Regions from separate parts of the Sus scrofa genome. Here region 2 is linked to region 1. A link is a contact called in public HiChIP or PLAC-seq data. All regions are on one chromosome and are shown on one strand. The core of a region is the stretch at or near the end of the contact, and the rest is flanking DNA. Distances in the headings are between cores, read along the strand shown.

The links. HiChIP or PLAC-seq counts read pairs in DNA pulled down with a chosen protein or histone mark.
Region 2: a contact with region 1 is called in an H3K27ac HiChIP or PLAC-seq map of alveolar macrophages. The contact joins two enhancer-like sites. A contact is called at or near these places in 2 of 47 Hi-C or Micro-C datasets (embryonic fibroblasts and epiblast stem cells) and 1 of 2 datasets of contacts at active chromatin or transcription factors (alveolar macrophages).

The regions. Positions count from the first base shown.
Region 1 is chr6:96,705,038-96,712,112 of Sscrofa11.1, forward strand. CEP192 (centrosomal protein of 192 kDa) reads right to left here. Exons shown (of 54, transcript XM_021096019.1): 9 at 1,584-1,754. Among named protein-coding and RNA genes, the nearest start is that of CEP192, 25 kb to the right of the region's middle. Within about 2 kb of position 2,179, at least 62 of the 83 cell types and tissues checked have an H3K27ac peak or open chromatin away from gene starts, as enhancers often do. A contact at or near this core is called in alveolar macrophages, where this site is marked.
Region 2 is chr6:96,858,984-96,865,184 of Sscrofa11.1, forward strand. No RefSeq gene overlaps it. Among named protein-coding and RNA genes, the nearest start is that of CEP76, 31 kb to the right of the region's middle. Within about 2 kb of position 2,163, at least 16 of the 83 cell types and tissues checked have an H3K27ac peak or open chromatin away from gene starts, as enhancers often do. A contact at or near this core is called in alveolar macrophages, where this site is marked.

The sequences.
Region 1 (7,075 bases), core at 929-3,428:
TCCTGTCTCCTGAGAAAGTCAGCCTTTCTCCCCTCCCTCCATCCTCACCTTACTTGCTGGGAATGCCCAGAACTTGGACCTCAGCTCCATCATGCAGCCCTCGCCTTAAATGAAGAGATCTCAAACTCAGTGCCTTTACGCAAACACACTGACAGACACTAAGACCAAGTGAAGCTACAGATGCATGTGAACCTATTTAAATTCAGTGAAATCATCGTTGCCAAATAAAACACATCTAGTGGAGCCCATTCCTGAGGGCAAGGCATGTCTACATTGAAAACACACCCTGAATCATTCCACATCTGTCTCTGCTACAACTACCCTGCCCTACTGAAAAGCCTCCTAACCAGCCTCCACGCTTCCAGTCTTACCCTACAATTCCTTCTCCACTGGCAAAGGGGCCATTACATGTGAATCTGGAACCGTACCTTCCTGACAACTTCAGTGAGGCACCTCCTCTCCCGCCCACCCAGCCTCACTCACCACACACTAGTTTTTCCATTCCTGCAAGAGCCAAACCCATCCCTACCTTGGGGCCTGGAATACGCTTGTAAATACCTGCACAGCTGGCTCCTTCCCAACATTCACCTCAAGGTAAACGTCACCTTCTAAGCGAGGTGACCCCCTATCAGGAAGTCAAAGTGGCCCCACGGTTTGCCACGATCATTTTAATTTCTTCCAGCATTTATCACTGTCCATGTTGGTCTGTCTTCTTCCACTAAAAAGACTGCTCCCTAAGAGCAGAGGCCTTGCCTGTATGTCACTCCTTAAACTACTGCACAAATCTTCCAACTAGCCTCCTGCATCTAGTCTTGTGCTTACTAAGTCACTCATTCATTTACAAATACATACACCCTGTCCAAATATACACCAATCTCTTTAAGGGTTACCATCCCTCTTTAGGATTCAAATCCAAGAAAATCAGATATTAAGCAAAGATCATTCGTGCAACAATCATTATCAAACACAAACTATGAAAGACCCTCTGCATGAAGCAACATACATGGCAGCTCCCCTAAGGAAGCTGACAACCCCTATCACTTACGACACACCTAAAGTGCTCCAGTAGAGCTTTGCTGAGCATGCAAACAGTAACACAATCCAGTGGAAGATTCCTCAAGATGCAATCTAATACCCAGTCTCTCTTTCCCAGAAAGAATTACGCTCGCTCTAAGCCATCCATGTTGCCCCACATTCCTAGAGCTTTCCTAGAAAGGAAAATCCCCTAACTCGTCCCTATTGCATTACCAGCCCTCCTCAATCACCTTAAGTATTAACACAACACAATGTTATACTTCCCTTGACTATGTCTGAACTAAGTAACCATGTTTGGGATTTCTCTTGATTTTTGCTTAAAGCAGCAACCTCAATTTTCATGCTTGAGTGTACTCATTTAATTACTTTAATTTCGGGCGTGGATATATAAAATATCATTTGCTGTAGTCGACTGGAAGCCTACGTTTATAAGTGAACACATTCAAAAGCATATGCTGCAGAACAAAGGCAAAGTCAAACCTCCCCAAAATCCTAGGGCACTCTTTACAACTAGGTAGGCATTTGGTATAGCAGTTTTCAAAGCTTACCGTAATCTTTGCCCTAAAACTTGAAATCCGGAGAAAGAGTTTATTTTGGGGCAGTAAAAACTCCAGTCGAACGACCTCAAAATGGTAACAGCGAGTGAAAACACTGTCATGAAAACAGCTGTCCTCCAGGCGACCGCCTCGAAGGGGACCTCATGCTTCAGCAAACAAAGTCTGCAGTCGGGAGAAAAAAAGCAGAGTGACGTCAAACACTGTCTCTTTTCCCGTTTTTCCAAGAAACGATCCGCGGGGCCGCAGCGGGACCCGCCGGTCAGCAGCGCGTGACCCCCGCCCGCCGGGCCCGCGAGCGGGGGGGCGTATGAGGGAGGGGAGACCCGGGACCGGGCAACAGAAACGAGACCCGAGTCCGGAGGCCCGGCCCTCACATCAGCACAAGTCGCCGCCGCCCCTCCACCGAGCCCGCGTAGCGGGAAGCAAAGGCCGAGCAAGTTCAAAGTTCGCGGAGGAGGGGGCGTCCGGTGTCCGAGAGCATCGAAAGTGCGCGTGCGCCCGTCCCCCACTGCGGCCGCCGGGTTAGGCCGTACCGCGCGCCCCTCGGGTTTACGTCGGTTCGCGGCACGAGGCGAGGGGCGGGGACACCAAGCGGGCTTTGGATTGGACAGCGCAAAGTGACGAGCGCGCTGATTGGACGAGGGTGCGCGCCCGGATTTGAAGCTTGAAGTCTTACTCCAGCCTGAAGGCACCGCCCTGAGAGCCACGCCCACTGGAGAAGACCGCCCTCCCTTACCCGGGACACCCGGGCGCGGTCTCTCACCTTGTGTGTACTACAGTATTTCGGGTGGACAAGTCACCTGACACACCCCGACCTCGGAAGTGTCGGCACTCTGTCCCTACAGGAACGGACGTGAAATGTGCGGTCATCTGCCGCACGTTTACACGGTTGCAGCTACGGTTTTAAGTCATCCCCGGGTCCGCGCTACACCGAGTCGTTGTTACAGCGCAGTAAGGTTGGTCTGGGTGGAAAGGGGTGAGACCATCCATCCCTAATTACCTTCCTACGTTTTCCCGTCCTCCTTAGCCACGAATCTCATCACCAACACCTGCTCAGCACGAAGCCCTAACTGAAACCTTACTGCTGCTCAGCTTTACTCAAACCACTTCGCTTTATCTCAGAATTTCTTCCACACAGTCCCTCTTTTCCAAAGTAAACTCCTAAACTTCATTCAACCGGTTATGAATATTGACGCTGCACATTTGGGAGAGAATGGGGGGAAAAAGTTGACTTTAACAGTCCCTATTCCTAATTTTAGCCTGGTGGGGAAAGACATGTTAATCACATGACTTTCTATCTCCTCCAAAATATTGCCCAATTACCATTCCTGCAGGCCATCGTCACTGTTTTGCTCTCTCTCTGCCTTTGGAAATGCTGCATCTCTCCATCTTAAAAACGAAGCAAAACACCTACCCTTCCTTAATTGTTTCATCTCACAAAAATCATTCTGTCTTTCCTACCCTTAATCAACTCCTCTCACATCTTACACCACTCATTCCATGTTTTCTGGCTGGCTTGGCCCCAAACACTACTTCCACAAATGTCAGAGTCAGTGACATCTCCGCAGTTCTCTTGACATCTCTTCTTGAAATCTTCCAGCCTTGACATTTAACTACCCCCCTCTTCTACCTCTGTCCACACTCAATGAACAAAGATTAAGTGGAGAAAATCTCAAATATTTTTGATAGGCCAGAAATAGATTTATTAAAATAGGATGCTTGTGAGAGACACAAGCAGGCAGGCAAAGAAGCACTGCCAAGATTTTCTGAATCTTGAAAAATAATCCAAATGTTTAGCGCTAGAGCTGAAAGGATGCTATTTTTGTATAACGAGCAGCCCTCTACCTACACCATGGCCACATGCTGGTGGTGAACTGCTGGAATGTGTCCATGCTCCACCCTGTTGCAGCTTACCATCCTTCATAAAGATCAAGTGACCAGAGCTCTCCCCGAAACACCCAGCAACCCGACCATGATCCCAAAGTATCTGTGGGACAAGAACCTAGACTCTTGACACCAGACTGCCTAAATCTGCTCAAATCTCAGTGTTCTCACTGCCTATGCTGTGCAGCCTCACGCAGCTTTAAGCTGCAGGTGTCCTCAAGGTTTGGTTGAGGATTAAACCAGTTAAGTTGCATAAGGCATCTACAATATTGGCCTATAGAAGGAAGTACTCAACTAACATATCCAACTTCACTTGCCAGCTGAAGACGAAGAACTCCCAGTGAATTCCCATCTCCACATTCAAGTAGAGCTTGAAGCAGCCCCATGGCCACAGGTACCTCCCAGGGAGTTAGAAGTAACACCTATCCAGGGAGGAAAAGGCAGGTGTCTCCCATAACTCCCCTTTACCAACTGTTTTGAGTGGTAACATGTCAACCACAGACACCTTCTACAATGTAAATCTCACTTGCTCCCCAGATGAATCTTATTCTTTCATGAGACTAATACTCACATCCTCCTGCCTGAACACACCCCATCCTGTTCTGGGTTTGGACCATCTCCCTGGACTCTACCTTTCTCCGTGAGATGTCACATCCCTTCCAAACCCTGCTGGCTCCAATAAATCAATGTAATGCCTACTGTACTGCTCAACCTTTACTATGAAGCTGAATCCTCATTACCCCCTTGTAAATTCTGTAAATGCCTTCTTCCATCAGAGTGAATGTATACAAACTACCTCCTTTTACATATCTCTGATTATTTGACTCAGTATCTTATACAAGATGCCCAATATTCACTGAATTGAAGAGTCTGTGTCAACTCATTCTACCATCCTATCCCAGGTGCCTCTATGATTGGAAATCTCAAAGACCTGGAATCCTAATCCTGAGCTAGATCCCAGCTTAAAGTGAGATCCTTGTTACTATGAAACTAGACAAGTCCACTAGTCTTAAACATATTCTTTAACAGAATGAAGACCTTTGAAAATTATTTAGAAAGAGCTTTTTTCTTACATTGGAATGCTAAGATAACTCTACATACAAAACATTTAAATTACTAGACATACAAAACTCACATGTTCCTTAAAATGTATCTTAGAAGCTATTTATCCTTTGCTCAAGGGTTATGACACTGATAGGAAAGAGTCTTTGAAAATTAGGTTAGGGAGTTCCCGTCGTGGTGCAGTGGTTAATAAATCCAACTAGGAACCATGAGGTTGTGGGTTTGATCCCTGGCCTTGCTCAGTGGGTTAAGGATCCGGCGTTGCCGCGAGCTGTGGTGTGGGTCGCGGACGTGGCTCGGATCCCGTGTTGCTGTGGCTGTGGCGTAGGCTTGCGGCTACAGCTCCAATTCGACCCCTAGCCTGGGAATCTCCATATGCCACAGGAGCAGCCCTAGAAAAGGCGAAAAGGCAAAAAGACAAAAAAAAAAAGAAAGAAAAGAAAAGAAAATTGGGTTATAAGTTATAATATACATTTACAACTATATCTATGTGTGATTAGCTTACAGACATGCTGTTCCAATTACATCTTTCTCTAGCCATGAGAATTCCTGAGAAAACTGAAATATTACTAGTCCCACAGTTTTAATCATTTTATCAGTCATTGTCAAGTATATTCTGATTTCAGATTTTAAAATATCATTTTAGGGGAGTTCCTGTGATGGCTCAGCAGAAACAAATCTGACTAGGAACCATGAGGTTGTGGGTTCCATCCCTGGCCTTGTTCCGTGGCTTAAGGATCTGGCGTTGCCATGAGCTGTGGTACAGGTCATAGATGTGGCTCGGATCTGGCGTTGTGGTGGCTGTGGTGTAAGCCAGCAGCTATAGCTTCTATTGGACCCCTAGCCTGGGAACCTCCATATGCTGTGAATGAGGCCCTAAAAAGCAAAAAAATAAAATACCATTTTAGAATACAATCTAATGTATATTAGATTGAAAGCGGACATTTTTCAGTTCTAGATGTTAGTCTACATATAACTTTCTCCTTTCTAAATAAATGCCATGATTAGCCCTTAATTTGTTTGGATTTTTTGTTTGTTTTAGCAACGTGATATTTTAAGAAGATAAAAGCATTACCAACCATCAAATAGGATACATTCTATTTTTATAAGGCAACAGATTCATATCTTTAAAAATATATTTTATTAAAGAATCTACTTGGACAATAATTACAAAAGTTTTAAACAGTAATTCCAAGCAGTAAAAGAGGCAGTCTCCTTTAAAACAAAAAAAAAAAAAAAAGACCAAACAGTCCATATTAAGTTTTGCTGCTTTATACACAGGAATGATTTATTTTACAAACTAGTCATTTGCAACATTAGCCTGTAAAATTAAGAACATTTCTTAATATGTCTCAAAGGCAAAGTGAACTTTATAATGATCTTTGTAATGATATGCTTTCACATTAACCAGTATGACAAATCACAAGAAACTTAATACCGTGACAGTTCAAAATAAAATGTACAGAACAGGCATTCTGAAGCCAGCTACTGTGGCCGTCATGTGTACACCTCTCGTATTTCACCAAAGGTTCTGAAGTCAGCTACTGTGTGTTAACTCTCAGAGTCACTGTTGTGTGTACACATCTCATATTTCATCAAAGGTTATCAACCAACGAGGCAACTATTCCTTTGATGTGGAAGCACAAACACATTTAGGTTCCAAACACCATGTTCTGGTTGTAGTACATGCAAGACAGACCCTAAATTAGAAAAATCTTCTGAAAGAAAATGAAGAAAAACAAAAAGCCAAGAATGAAAGCATTTACAAGCACTTGAATAAGGCCTTTAAGTGTTAAATCAGTGTTTTAAACCCCTTCATTCTCAGGCAAGGGATTAAGAGGCCGAGAGAGAGATGGTCTGCGAGGGTGAGGATACTGGAGGCTGGCAGTGTCAGCAGCGCAAGAGTGCTCTACCAGAGGAGGAGGAGGAGGGAGCTGGGCATAGCTGGGCCGGCTCCATGCAGCCCGTGGGGAGTCCAGAGGGGGAAAGAAACACCTGAAACAGCGAAGACAGGAACAAAACACCAAAACAACAGAGAGAGAAAAAAAGAAAAAACAGAAGAAAAAGAGAAAAGGAGTAAATACAAAGAGAACCAAAGAGGAAAAAACACATGCTAGAAAAAAAAGCTTTAGTATATTCATGCCAAAACTAACAGAACATAACAGCAAAATCAAGACCCTTACTCAAATCAGGCTTGTTTAAGCAAGTATAGAAACTTGAAAAAAGAAATACAATCTGTTAAACTAAAAATGCTAAAAAAAAAAAAAAAAGAAAAAAAAGAAATTCTCAGTATGAATGTTACAAAAAGACGTTAATTTTATAATTTAAAACATTTCTTAATCTCTCAGAGACGCATTTGACCCTGCACTGTAATTTACAAATCAAGTAAGCTTTCTCTTTCAGCACCGCTTCATCTGTAGCAGCAGTAGCAGCAGCAGCACGTTTTTTAGTCAATACATGATACCCAGAAGCAATTCAGAGAGACGATCACAGAGTATAGCCAGCTATTGCAACGTGCTTTTGAAGAAACATGATCT
Region 2 (6,201 bases), core at 913-3,412, 150 kb after region 1:
TGTTTGGTTCCCAAAAGGAAAGAGTAAAATGAAGGGGAAACAAATGGCACCAGCCCTTTAAATCCCCTCAAATTCACTTGCAGTAACAGAGGAATATGCAAAAACTTGACCATCCACCTGTTTGTGTGCATCTCTGTGATCAGAAGAAGCAATCATTGGTCAGAGCACATCAGTGGTATTTGGCAGAGAGGGTTTTTTTCCCACCCTGGATCCTGCAAGCTGCACCAATTTACATTCCCACCAATAGTAAAGGAAAATTCCCCTTTCTCCACACCCTCTGTAGCATTTATTATTTGTAGACTTTTTGATGATGGACATTCTGACCAGAGTGAGGTAATGTCTGCTGTCTTTTTTTTTTTTTTTTTTTTTCTTCTCTGTTTGTTTTGTCTTTTAAGGCAGCACCCACAGCATATGGAAGTTCCCAGGCTAGGGGTCGAATCGGAGCCACAGCTGCAGGCCTACGTCAGAGATACAGCAACAACTTGGGATCCAAGCCACATCTGCAACCTACACCACAGCTCCCAGCAATGCCAGATCCTTAATCTGCTGAATGAGGCCAGGGATCAAACCCACGTGCTCACGGATACTAGTCAGCTTCCCCATTACCACTGCACCACAACGGAAAGTCCCTCAGTCGTAATTGCTTCAAATATTTATTTCCCTTTTTCTCTTACTTCACCTTCTGGTATTCCCATTTTGCATATCTTATACCCTTATACCTCTTGTAGTTGTCTCACATTTCTTGGATTTTCTTTCTTTCTTTCTTTCTTTTTTTCTTTTTTTCTTTTTTTTTTGCCTTTTCTGGGGCCGCACCTGTGGCATATGGGTTCCCAGGCTAGGGGTCGAATCGGAGCTGTAGCCACCGGCCTATGCCAGAGCCACAGCAATGCCAGATCTGAGCCTCGTCTGCAAACTACACCACAGCTCATGGCCAGGGATCGAACCCACAACCTCATGGCTCCTAGTCGGATTCATTAACCACTGTGCCACACCGGGAACTCCTGGATTTCCTTAAAAAAATTTTTTTTTCCATGGCTCAGCAGAAACAAATCTGACTAGTATCCATTAGTTCAATCCCTGGCCTCACTCAGTAGGTTGAGGATCCGGCATTGCCATGAACTGTGGTGTAGGTCATAGACGTGGCTCGGATCCCGCATTGCTGTGGCTGTGGTATAGCCCGGCAGCTGTAACTCTGATTCGACCCTAGCCTGGGAACCTCCATAGCCACAGGTGTGGCTCTGAAAAAGACAAAAAATTTAGGGGGGCCACACTGGCTGCATGCGGAACTTCCCAGGCCAGGGATGGAACCTGCACCACAGCAGCAGCACAAGGCACTGCAATGACAATGCTAGAGATCCTTAACCCACTGCACCACCAGGGAACTCCATTAAAACTTGTTTTCATTGAAGTGTAGTTGACATACAATTTTATATTAGTTTGAGATGTACAACATGGTGATTTGACATTTATATGCACTACAAATTGGTCATCATGGTAAGTCTAATAACCATTAGTCATCATACAGAGTTATTACATTATTGACTGTATTCCCTGTGCTGTACATGACATCACTATGACATTTGTTTTTTAACTAGAAGTTTATACTTTTTTTCCTGTCTTTTGTCTTTTGAGGCCCGCACCTGCAGCATGTGGAGGTTCCCAGGTTAGGGGTCTAGTTGGAGCTGTAGCCACCGGCCTATGCCAGAGCCACAGCAATGCCAGATCTGAGCCTCATCTGCAAACTACACCACAGCTCTCGGCAACGCTGAATCCTTAACCCACTGAGCAAGGCCAGAGATCGAACCCACAACCTCATGGTTCCTAGTCGGATTTGTTAACCACTGAGCCACGACAGGAACTCCTAGAGCCCTTGTCTTCATCCTAGTTGTTTTAAATTCGCAGTCTGGTCATTTCAACATCCCTTCCACGTCTGGTTCTAAAGCTGGCTCTGTCTCTTCAAATTATGTGTTTTGCCTTTGGTGTGCTTTCTAATTTCCCTTTACAACAGGATGTGATGTTCTGGGTAAAGGAACTGCGATAAAGAAGCCTGTAGTGGTGGGATGAGGGGATGAGGGGTAGGGAGGCATCCCAACTATGGTGAGCCTGTGCCCTGGGCTGTGTCCTTCACAAGTGGTCCTTGTTCCCCGCCCCCTGACCTCACACTGTTAGGAAAGATGAGACGGCTGCCATGGGCTGGGGTTGTATACTTCCCTTCTTCTGGGTAGAGGAGGCTCTGATAAAACCCCAGCGGATTCGGCTCTGGGAAGAGTTTCTACTGAGGTCAGACCTTGTTCAGAAGGACAGAGGGCTCTGGTGAACCCTAAAGTTGCTTTCCCCTCCCCCGGCAGAAACATGAGAGTTTTTCTCTGGTCGAGCTCCTGGAGATAAAACTCACAAGTATGTGCCCCTTCCCTCTCCCCCCTCCCCCGACCTGGGGACCTGGACCTTGTCACTGTCAGCCTTGTCCACCCCGAGCCTCCAGGAGTTGCTGTCTGGGTCTTCCTGCTGCGGGAACTTCTGCACGTGGGCTTCCAATCTGGTAAATTGTGAGTCTGTGTATCTGCCGTTTACCCTGTGACCCCACTAAAAAGAGTCGTTCATTTTTCAGTTTGTTTATCTTTTTCTTTGTTGTTAGGACACAGTGACAACATCCAAGCTCCTTACATGCTGGGCTGAAAACCAGATGTTCCCTTTGCTTTTTACTCTTTAATATTTTGTTAATGTTAGTGTCAACGATAAAACTGATGACGGAGAAACTGCAAAAAGTTGTCCTTGTTCCTTTAAGGAGGTCCTTTATGGCTACACCCCAATTCATTTTTCCAGATTCTTTTAAAGAGCTTGAACCAAAGCTACTGCTAACAAAAGGGTATTGTCAGCTAAAAACTCCCATTTAAAACGAGGCGTTCCAAAATTGTTGACACTTAAATGTCCCTCGAGAGGAGCATAGACTAAATAAATAGTTGGAGAGTCAGACTGGAACACTGGGTGTCAATGTGTCCATGATGTATTGCTTCATTAAGAAAAATAACGAGGAGTTCCCGTCGTGGCGCAGTGGTTAACGAATCCGACTAGGAACCATGAGGTTGCGGGTTCGGCCCCTGCCCTTGCTCAGTGGGTTAACGATCTGGCGTTGCCGTGAGCTGTGGTGTAGGCTGCAGACGCGGCTCGGATCCCGCGTTGCTGTGGCTCTGGCGTAGGCCGGTGGCTACAGCTCCGATTCGACCCCTAGCCTGGGAACCTCCATATGCTGCAGGAGCGGCCCAAGAAATAGCAACAACAACAACAAAAAACAAAAAAAAAAAAAAAAAAAAAGAAAAATAACGAGTTGTCCCAAAATATATATGATTCGAATACACTTTTGTATAAATAAATAAGCACCAGCACACACTCACTAGCACGCAGAAACATAAGTAGCTTTTCCATTCGTGTTAAAGGTCTGAAAGAGAAGATCACAGTATCAGGGGTGCTCCTTGGAGAAGGGCTCAGTGGGAGTGGGGTGCAGGGCAGGTGGGGACATCTGCTGACGACTATGTACTCTTCTGGTACTGGGTTCATATCATCATGTCATTTGGTTCCACTTAAATGGAACCAGAGGAGTTCCTGTCGTGGCGCAGTGGTTAACGAATCCGACTAGGAACCATGAGGTTGTGGGTTCAGTCCCTGCCCTTGCTCAGTGGGTTAAGGATCTGGCGTTGCCGTGAGCTGTGATGTAGGTTGCAGACGTGGCTCGGATCCCGCGTTGCTGTGGCTCTAGTGTAGGCCAGTGGCTACAGCTCTGATTTGACCCCTAGCCTGGGAACCTCCATATGCCGCGAGAGCGGCCCGAGAAATGGCAAAAAGACAAAAAAAAAAAAAAAAAAAAAAGGGACCAGAGATAATCCTTTGCATTAAATAAAATTTCTAGGAGTTCCTTTTGTGGCACAGCTGAAATGAATCCGACCAGGACCCATGAGTGGGTGGGTTCGATCCCTGGCCTCACTCAGTGGGTCAGGGATCCAGTGTTGCCATGAGCTGTGGTGTAGGTCACAGACATGGCTCGGATCCCCTGTTGCTGTGGCTGTGGCGTAGGCCTGCAGCTGCAGCTCTGATTCAGCCTCTAGCCTGAGAACGTCCCTATGCCGCAGGTGCGACCTTAAAAAGCAAAAATAAATAAATAAATAAGTAAAATTCCTGGACCTTGTAAATCTGATATTAAAAAAAATAACTGAGAAACTCAGTGACAGATGCAAAATCAAAGGTAATAACCTTTTAGTTTTTGTGGCCAGGCAGTCTTATTTCACAGAGGACATTGCGTATTTGAAAGTAAAATCGCTTCCTATTCAGTTTCACAAATGGATGCTTTTTGCTAGTCCTAAACCCAAATATTTGTGCAAGGTGTGATCTGCTCTCTCTGGCCTGGCCCCAGCGTCAGCGTGACATTAACTTCTTCCCAAGCAGCTAAGCAAATGAACTCTAGAACCAAAATACTTCGTATTTTAAAAGTTGCAAAAATCTGAACTTGCTTGTCCTCAAAGCTGATGTGAAGAGGCAAAGCAGTGGGTTCAGAGACCGTCTTCAGATGCACCTGCTGCACCTCTGGAAGCTGCAGCTCCAGGCCTGGGTTGAGTCTGCTTACATCTCATTTCAATCCTTCTGGGGGACAACCTTGCCCTGGAGGAAACCTAAATGCAGCAGGAATGACCCACTGGGTCAGGCTGGCCCAACGGATGTGTCAGACTCCTGAGGTTGGGCAGGGTCACCCCCAGGCCCCTAATTAGAAGCAGGGTCACTGCAGTGAAGATGAAGCCAGCCTGCAGGAGGTGGGCCCTTCATCCAGTCTGACCAGTGTCGTCATGAAAAGAGGAGACACACAGAGGGGAGACCACCAGGAAAAGCGAAGCCACTGCACAGGCTGGAGGGCAGGATAGTCCTGCCCCAGAGCCTGCTGAGAGAGCTCGGCCCTGTGGATACCTTGCTTCTGACTTGTACCTCCAGAGCTGTGAGAGAGTCCATTCCTGTTTTAAACATCCAGTCTGTGACAGTTTGTTTTTGCAGTTCTAAGAAACTAATGCATAATGTCTTTTCTTTTAACATTTTTAAATTAAAGTATACTTTATAGGGAGTTCCCATTGCGGCTCAGTGGTTAACAAACCTGACTAGTAACCATGATGTTGTGGGTTCGATCCCTGGTCTCGCTCAGTGGGTTAAGGATGTGGCCTTGCCATGAGCTGTGGAGTGGGTTGCAGATGAGGCTTGGATCCCGCGTTGCTATGGCTGTGGTGTAGGCGGCAGCTACAGCTTCCCCTAGCCTGGGAACCTCCCTATGCCGCAGGTGCGGCCCTCAAAAGACAAAAAGAGAAAAAAACAAACAAAAATATAGTTTATATACAATATTGTACCAATTTCTGCCGTACAGCAAAGCAACCCAGTCACAGACACAGACACACACACTCATTTCTTATATTACCTGTTTTTTAATTTTAAAAGTTTTGATATAACTGTATGATACCTGGAGTTCCCACTGTGGTGCAACAAGATCAGCGGTATCTTGGGAGCACTGGGATACAGGTTCAATCCCCAGCCTAGTACAGTGGGTCAAGGATCAAGCATCACTGCAGCTGTGGCGAATATGCCGTGGGACGGCCAAAAAACAAACAAACAAAAACTATATGACACCTTATAATTCTAGCAGAATTCCATGTAGACATGTTATGGTAGCATTTTTTTTAAAAATTACTTTTGGGAGTTCCCTTATGGCACAGTGAGTTAAGGATCTGGTGTTGCTGCTGTGACTCAGGTTGCTGCTGTGGTACAAGTTTGACGTCTGGCCTGAGAGCTTCTACATACTGTGGGCATGGCCAAAAAAAATTACTTTTGAAAATGCTTACTTGAAAATACTTGCGTGTGTGTTTATTTTTGAAGTACCTCAGAAAAAAGTAGAGAGAACTGTATAAATATATACACAATGACTAGATTTTGAATTATTTTTTCCATATTTACTTTATCTGTTTTTAGTAAAACACTGTGAAATAAGTTACGTACATCATATATGCACTCTTAAATACTTCATTATATAACTCGGAAAGACACAGACTCTCCCACCTGACACCACGCCCTCAGCGTACGTGCTTGGCGAGGTTGATTTCCACCAAGTCCCATCTCCCAAGGGCATTAAGTGACCAGCCCCAGATATAGTCACTAATTCAGGCTGTGGCCCAATAT